2 separate regions of the Mus musculus genome follow, and region 2 is linked to region 1. The links are chromatin contacts, called in public promoter capture Hi-C maps. All regions are on one chromosome and are shown on one strand. Each heading gives the region's core, a stretch centred on a gene start, on an enhancer-like site or on the middle of the called end of the contact. The rest is flanking DNA. Distances are from core to core; before and after follow the strand shown. Region 1 holds the start of Ttc26 (tetratricopeptide repeat domain 26). Region 2 holds the start of Mkrn1 (makorin, ring finger protein, 1).

What was found. Promoter capture Hi-C pulls out the DNA fragments that hold promoters and counts their contacts.
Region 2: a contact with region 1 is called in a promoter capture Hi-C map of pre-B cells, with 3 times the contacts expected there. The contact joins the promoter of Mkrn1 here to the promoter of Ttc26 in region 1. A contact is called at or near these places in 2 of 39 promoter capture datasets (cranial neural crest and pre-B cells).

The regions. Positions count from the first base shown.
Region 1 is chr6:38,379,404-38,383,865 of GRCm38.p6, forward strand. Ttc26 (tetratricopeptide repeat domain 26) reads left to right here and starts at 2,121. Exons shown (of 18, transcript NM_153600.2): 1 at 2,121-2,190; 2 at 2,673-2,810. The coding sequence starts at 2,188.
Region 2 is chr6:39,418,463-39,422,595 of GRCm38.p6, forward strand. Mkrn1 (makorin, ring finger protein, 1) reads right to left here and starts at 1,907. Exons shown (of 8, transcript NM_018810.2): 1 at 1,637-1,907. The coding sequence starts at 1,821. It overlaps Gm10244 (predicted gene 10244), which reads left to right and starts at 1,916. Exons shown (of 2, transcript NR_152168.1): 1 at 1,916-2,190; 2 at 2,278-2,832. It overlaps Gm25402 (a small nucleolar RNA gene), which reads right to left and starts at 3,957; the gene lies at 3,827-3,957.

The DNA of each region.
Region 1 (4,462 bases), core at 871-3,370:
AATTGACCTCAGAATCTCTGGAAGAGCAGCCAGTGCTTTTAATGACAGAGCCATCTCTCCAGCACCATTGTAAGGTTTCTTCCTGGGATGATTTGGGATTTAAGACTGGTAAAGGGTACACTAAAGTCTACTGAGTTGTACTTTTAAAAGATTATTTTGTAATTATTTGACTATTTCAACTAAAGGATCTGTCATCTATATCACACCACAAAAAGTAGCTAAAATAAATCTTTTTGAAATTTTTATTGAAAGTAGGACCATTTCTGAGATTTGGAAACAAAGGAATTTTAAGTGGAGTGGAGTGCTTGTTGAATTGTGCCTCTCTAAAGTGGATATATTTGCCTCTGCATACCAATTTGTGTATATACAAGCGTGTATATATAAAGACAAAAGTCATTCACTCACCAACAGATTGCAAATGTGAGAAGAGATGCAAAGGCTGGAGAAGTCTATGCAACGCTTTTCATACATTTATAGTATATATAAGTACAAGTTGTTAAGATTTTAGGCCTTTAGTGGATCTGCTCTGAAAGTTTGACTGCATGCATGCCCTCTAAGGTCTCTTCTAGCTCCAACATTCCACAATTCCATCATTTGAAAATATTTTTTGCAGCCGGGCATGGTGGCGCACGCCTTTAATCCCAGCACTCGGGAGGCAGAGGCAGACAGATTTCTGAGTTCGAGGCCAGCCTGGTCTACAAAGTGAGTTCCAAGATAGCCAGGGCTATACAGAGAAACCCTGTCTCGAAAAACAAAGCAAAAAAAAAAAAATATATATATATATATGTGTGTGTGTGTATGTGTGTATATATATATATGTATGTGTATATATATATGTATATATTGCAACTAAATTAACGCTGCTCTGGAGTAAATACTCCATTCTTGCTTTAATTGTACACACATTTTTATAGTTTCTAATTGTGTATAGGTGTGTTGAAGAACCAGCCTGCTTCCATCCTAGACTTTAAAAGCCCATTTATAGCTGGGTGTGGTGGCACATGCCTTTAACATGAGCACTTGGGAGGCAGAGTCAGGCAGATCTCTGTGGGTTCCAGCCAGCCTGATCTACAAAGAGAGTTCCAGGATAGCCAGAGCTGTTACACAGGGAAATCCTATCTTGAAAAATAAAACAAAAAGCAAAGCAAAGCAAAAACAAAACAAACAGAAGTCACCTTATAGTAAAAACAAACTAGGTTCATTCCTGCTTATGATTAAATTTTTGTTTCTCAGATTGAGCTATGCCTCGCCTATAGCCTTAACTACAAATGGTTCTGTACTGACCGTTCCAAGAATGCCAAATCATGACATTGTTTCTAAAAGTTGTTTAGAACCATCTTGCAACTCTACCTTTGTTTCAAAAGGTTTTATAACTACCTTGTTATGGCTATCTGTTGTTATGCCCACCTTGCAACCATGACTGTTTCAGGAGGTAGTTAGGACTAACTTGTTATTGTTATATTCTGCTCTTATAACACCTCTCCCTCCTATTTTCCCCATTTCACCCCCGCAACCCCCATGATCTATAAAAACCTTGTCTTCCTCACATCCAATGCTGATCTCTCCAAACTGGCCTTAGAGAGAAGCAGTCCGTGTACACGAATAAAAAAGCTTGCTTTAATTAATTTGGTCATGATGATTTGGGGTGGTGGTCTTTCTCCTCCCATCTTTGGGATTAACATTGTCTCGAGGAAATATTTTGGTATCACTTCTGCCTCCAAACTATCCTTTGCTTCAGCAGGTACCAGCAGAAACGAGCAGAAAACAGAGACAATGTACGAGACAAGCGGAGCTGTTGTCGTCCTCACCCCAGGCAAAACGGAAGTGGTCCTTGAAAATTACCTTCCCAAGAAACTTGCTTTTGAAATATACTTCCTAGTTGTAATAGTACTTCTAAATCGCCTTTTCTTAAACTGCTTTCCTAAGTAGAGACACAGCCCCATTTTCATCCTCAGCACAAACAACAAGGATTAACTCCCTTGAGAGAAGCACCTACTCTTCCAGCTGCGGAAACACACGGAACCAAGAAGCTTAGGACATTGGTTTTGGGACGAGCCCTTTCTCAGAAGGACCAGCCTCCCGGCGGCGTTGCCGTGGAAACGGAGCTCGCTGTGTGGATGTGGCAACTCGCCGAAGCACAGCCTTTGCAGACTATCTGCAGCGGGGGCTCACAGGACCGACGCCAAGATGGTTAGTGGCTCTGAATAGTAAGGGTGGGGGATTTTGAATAGGTTTGTACCTGGGTTTAGAGTTCTCAACGCACTGTTGGATAGAATCTAGGTGCGTCTCTAGAGGGCGATCCCTTTATCCCTCCAGTGTTTCCACCGGGAATAGGGAGGGATGCGAAGAAATCTATGTACCTCGATGCTCTCTTCCCTCCTGCTTCTTCATTTCCCGATACTAGACTGTGAACTGGAAAAAAGAATCTTGGAAGACCTAGGTAGTAGAAGCTGCGTGAGTGTTTGTTTGTCTCTTATGGATAAAGTTGTTGGAAGTAGCTATTCGGTTCCCCTTCAGTAGTAGGTAATGGTCCTTTTACTAAAATGCACAATAAAAAAAGAATCTGAATAGACTTCCTAGGGTCTGATGGTAAGGGTAGATCTGACTGAGAGCTGTTACCCTCAGTTTAAAAATGACTTTTGATAGAACAGTCTTTGCTATTTGTTTTACAGATGCTTTCAAGGGCCAAACCCGCTGTGGGCGGGGAGTCACCGCACACTGACAAAAGAAAGAAGAAAGGGAGGAAGATTCCAAAACTAGAGGATCTACTTTCGCAGAGAGATTTCACTGGCGCCATTACCCTATTGGAGGTAATGTCCAAAGAAGGTTTACTTCTCAGTCTGGTGGATGGTGGGTTGAATGCTGGTTACTATGCTATTGGGACGGGTGGGTACATTATGGGTAATCCAAACAAACATAGCCAGATGCATATTCCAGATTCCAAGTTAACTATAAACCTGATGAAATACAAAACATTTTGGACTGGAGAGATGGCTCGACATTTAAAAGTATCGGCTGCTTTTCCAGAGGACCTTAATTCCCAGTACTCACGTGCCTGCTCACAGCCATTAGTAACTAAATGTTAGGAGATTCAAGGCCTTCTGGCTTCCTTCAACAAAACATATGGTATGTAGACATACATGAAGACAAAACACTTGTACACATAAAATTATTAATTTTTAGTTCCACAAATGGTGAATACAGTATTACATTTAACAGTGTCAATTCACACATTATTTACCATAAATCCTGAGTGATTTGTAACTTCTTCCTATTTACATTTTGGTTAAAAAAAATAAGTGATTTTTACTATTTACAATTTAAAACTATTGTAAACCCATAAAACATTTCAACTCTGTATGTCAGGGTCATTTTTTTAAACCAATGCTAGGTGCAAATCTCACTTTTTTAAAGATTTATTTATTTATTTATTTATTTAATGAAAGTACACTGTAGCTGTCTTCAGACACTCCAGAAGAGGGCACCAGATCTTGTTACAGATGGTTGTGAGCCACCATGTGGTTGCTGGGATTTGAACTCAGGACCTTCGGAAGAGCAGTCAGTGCTCTTAACTGCTGAGCCATCTCTCCAGCCCAAATCTCACTTTTTAATATGCATTGGAAATACCAAGGATAGTTAGCTGTTTCTGTTTCTAGGCGATTGCTTTACCAATTTGAATTCACTAGCTCTGCAGTGATGCATAGGAAGCTGCATTTTGGGTAAGTAGTCTGAGAAATCCTTCTGACCTAAAGTTGTCCTGGGAGGCTGAACTTTGAGAAACTGCTTGTGGAAAGCACTCGGTACAGAAGAGTGCAGGGTGCACCAAGGGACAAAGAGTTCTGACAGCCAGGTCCAGTTATCCTGTGCTGTAATCTATTGTATCACATTTTTCCACCGGCCACATTAATGTGAATCTATGGTCATGTAACTCTGAAACCGTCCATAATACTTGTTTGATTAGCTTTATGCATGTTTCTCAGTGAAACATACATGTAAGAAGAACCCTATGTGTCTTGCTAGTGCTTTGATATTGAGTCCACTTGTTTGGCTCTCGTGTGTCAGCTGTCATCTTTGGCAGTAGGTGAGTTGCCTTGGAAGGACCTTCTAGCAGTGCAAGTCAGAGGACTGAATACTATGTACATGTCTATTTGTTGTTGTTTGTTTTTAAGACAGAGTTTCTCTGTGTAACCCTGCCTGGCCTGGAACTCATTCTGTAGACCAGGCTGGCCTCACATTCAGAGATCTGCCTGCCTCTATCTCCTAAGTGCTGGGATTAAAGGCGTGCACCACCACTACCTGGCTGTCTCATCACTTTTTAAAATTAGCTTACAAACTAGCAGACTTCTCTAAAGCATTTCATTGACAGTTTTAATTGCCCCTCCCCTCCCCTCCTCCTCTAGCCTCTCTTCTGACTCCCTGCTGCATACCTCTCCAAACATTCCCACCTCCATTTATTTCCTCT
Region 2 (4,133 bases), core at 657-3,156, 1.0 Mb after region 1:
GGGAACCAACTGCCCCAACCATACCCACAAATCATAAAAAAATTAAGGGAAAATGTTAACCGGACAGTAGCGGTTCACCCCTTTAATCCCAGCACTCAGAGACCTGTGAGTTCCAGGCCAAGCTGATCTACAGGGCTAGTCCCAGGACAGCTAAGGCTACATAAAGAAACACTGTCTTAGGAAGGAAGAGGGAGTAAGGGAGGGAAAAGGAAAGAAGAAATGTTGAAGCAGAAATGTATAAAGTTGCAAGCATCTGACAGGATGATAATGAAATCAGTTATGAAATGTTATTTGGTAATGGGTATTTAGAACTAGACTAGAGAAAGATAGTAGATGAAAGAAAAAAAAAAATCAAGGATTTAAATTTTCAATATCAGCCCGGGTGGAAACACTATCCTTAGTACTAGGAGGGCAAAGGCTGGAGGAGGGAAGTTCAAGGCCAGCCTGGTCAATGCAACAGTGTTAGGACAACCAGGCTGCAAAGCTGGACCTTGCCTCAAAAAAAAAAAAAAAAGAACAGACTGAGGGGAAAGCTTTAATCTGACGTTATTAAATGTGTTACAGGAAAGACTGGAAGATTCTTCAGTTTGGGAGTTAATATCAACACCGAGTTGTTCATTAGGAATTGCCTTTAGCATTTGCGGTTAATAAACTGTCCTTGCCGGGTTTAAAGTGGCATTTCCTTTTAATTTTCTTAGCCGATAGAAAAGCGTATATAGTCCTTCCTGGTAGTTAAAATCTATATACTCGGGCGTGGTATCATCTCACCCCTGCACTCCCGCACTAGAGAGGCAAAAACAAGAGGATTGCCGAAAATTCTAGGGCAGTCAGACTATATAGGTCAACCGGGGCCACACAGTAGGACTGTCTCAATAAGCCCCCTCCCATCGTTAATACAAACAATCCTTCCTCCAACGTTTATAGCTGGGGAATTATTTTTTAACATACGTACTGTATAACTGTCACCTGATCATACATTTTCCCAATAATTTCGTCTCGCTTACCAAACAAGAACCAAACCTCTCTGGTCGGATCTCCTTTCTCGCAAAGAAGAACGCCTCTCAAAGGGACAGTAATAATAATGGCAGTTCATAAAACCAAGGGTGGAAGAGCCTAACGCCGGCTCCGAACGCTCGGTTCGGAGACAAAGCTCGGAACCGCCGACCACCGACTTACATACAAAGGCATACAAAAGCGGCTGCTCCCGGCGGGGCGGGGGTGAGCGGCGCAGAGAGCAGAAAAGACGTTACAAACGGATAGCCCGGCTCGGAGCCCCGGGGCCGGCCGAGCTCGCCGGGACCCTTGGAGGGTCTCAGGGCGCACCGAGGGTCGTTAGAGCCCGATTCGCATCGGCGAGCTCGCGCCGCATCCCCGAACCTGTAGCGATGGAGGCCAGGGCGGGGACACCGGTCCTCTCCGCACGCACCGGGGCGCCGCTGAGCGAGGCGAGGTGACGGGACCGCCCTGCAGTCCGAGCCCGCAGTCTGAAACCCGCAGCGATGCCGCGGCCAACCTCTGCGGAGGCTGACGCAGCGATGCTGTACGGACAGCCGCAGCGGGGACCCCGCGACGCCCGCCTCCGCCTCTTGCTCGGCCCCGCAGCCCCCGCCCTCCGCCGCGCCACGCAACGTCCTACCTGCAGGTGACCTGTTTCGTCCAGCCGCCGCCGCTGCCGTCGCTGCCGCCGCCCCCTCCTCCCGCCCCCGGGGACGGGGCAGCGACTGTGGGGATAGAGGTGAGGGAGGCCGCTGCCACCGCCGCCGCTGCCGCTCCTGCTCCTGATGTTGTGGCTGTTGTTCCGGGAGCCGCAGCCTCCGCCATTACTGTTTATCCCACACAGCAATGGCCCCGGAACTTCCGGGATCACATAGTTCCGGTCCGGCTGAGAAGGAGAAGACAGCGAAGGGAGGGGAGGGGAGGGAGGCTGAGGAGCCCGAGAGCTCTGCGCCAGTCCCGCGCCGTGTCACCGCGTCTCCGAGCGCTCAGGTCTCAGGAACTGCGGGCTCCGCAGGGCACCCGCGGCCCTCCTCCGGCGACGCTGATTGGTGATGGCTTAGGCTCCGCCCTAAAGGGGCGTGATCACACGCTTAGCCAGGTGTGCTAGGATGGTCCTGGTCCTAGCCATCCTAGCCATCAAAGGACCACATGCAAGGACCAACTTCTGCCTATGGCTGGTGGCGCACGTACAAGGTGGGGGAAGGCCTGGGGCTGTGTCTGCTCTTTATCTAGAGTGAGATCCCAACCTATTGTGTTGGGATCTGTTTCTTTCTCTCACAGGAACTGTCAGAATCCCTGCTGATGGAAGTGCCCAGGTGGGCCTGGCGGCAGACATCTTGGAATCCCACCAATGTGAAGACTTGAGTATCACAATGGCTGCAAGTTCGAGACCAGCCCAAGCTAAATAGATCCTGTCAAAGTAATAACAGTAATGTTGTAAATGAATTATGTGTGGTAGCCTGTTTGTAATACCAGCTCTTGGGAAGCTAAAGGAAAAAAGTGTTTGGTTTTATACCTGACCAGGAACTGAGGTGCATATTTTACATATCAAAGCAGACTTGACCTCCGGACTTCCCTAGCGTCCTTTTAGTCCCTATCTGGCATTCCCTGCCCCCAACCTTGAACTTTCCAGCCCAGGAGCTAGGCTGCCCTTCACCCCAGAGGCTCCTCCCTATATTTCTAGACATTTTCTCTGTCTCCTCTCTGCCTGCATGCCCTTTCTTTTTTTCTCTCTCCCTTCCTTATCCCATCCTTACCCCCGTGGCGACTCCTGAGGCCAGTGAACTAGCCTGCCTGAGAGAGCTTCCCAATAAACCTGCCTTTAATAGACTCGAATCTAGTGTGAATTGGCTCATTTCACCAACATCAGAGAAATAACCTATCAAAAAGGGTCACAGGCTTGAGGCCAGCCTGGGCTACACTGCAAGAATCTGTCAGTAAGCAGACAGCCTTCAAGGACATGCTCCCAAGTACTGGCTCCCAGCTAACTATGCCCATTCCCCTAGAGTTTCCACCATCAGGTTATATGAATCCACTGATGAGGGCAGTGCCAATCATTTCTCCAAAACTGTGTCTAAGCATAAATCACTGGAGTCCAAGACACATCACATGAACTTCTGAGGAACATTTTAGATCCAAAGTTCTCTCTCCCTCCTCAATAAAGTAAACCTGGCTGGACTTCAATGAACAGAGATCTGCCTCCCAAATATTGAATCCTGGGGTTTAAAGACTTCACCACTGTCCCCCTTTATTTTATTTTACTTTTAATCTTTAAGATTTGTTGCACAGCTGTTGGGGAGGTAGCACAAATGTTAGCAACAAATTCAATGGAAAAGTTCTTGTCACTATAGTCATTCACAGGGACAGGTCTTAGCCCTCTAAAGTGTTGGTGTCAAGACTTCATATGCTGGAGTCTCCCACATCTGAGCCAATTACCAAGCAAAGGAAAAGATATGTTCTGAGTGGGCAGTGTATCCAGTTTCAAGTTGTGTTGTGGTCTTACTGTCCACTCCCTGGTACTCTAGTGTCCACAGACACCTGGGAGGCAAAGAGGAGACATAAAGCAGCTTTCTGCCTGCCGCACAGGCTTCTAGAGGCCTCTCTACTGCAGCAGCCAAGGAAGGCAGGAAAAACTGTTCCACCGGAGGATGCAACTGGGGCTCGTGGAGACTTGCAAAACTAGGCCAGAATAAAACCCCTGAATGCAGAGCCCTGCTCCCACCTCCCTTCCAGGAGCCTTTGAGGCTATAGAACAGCACTGGCAGAGAGTATTCTGTGAGCCTGGGGTCAGCAGGCAGGAGGCCAAGAGGCTGGGCTGGAGAAGATGTGTTCTTCGAAAGCACCAAGGTTTCACAAGGACAGGAGTTGACCTTCCAAACACAGGAAAAGGCTTTCGCTTCCTATCCCTGCTGTATCAATGACCAGGGCATAAGCAATCCACAATCAACTTGGAATACAGGCACCCCCTTCATTTTTTTTTAAATCAATTCAAAAGTTTATTAGACATAGAAAAAAACCTGATATCTCACAGGCAATACTTAAGTTCCTAGTAATAATACATTTGAACAGAGCATTCCTGTACTTTTGGCCTAAGATGTGTTGCTGAATACGTGAATCAGTGTACTTGCCCCAAATGT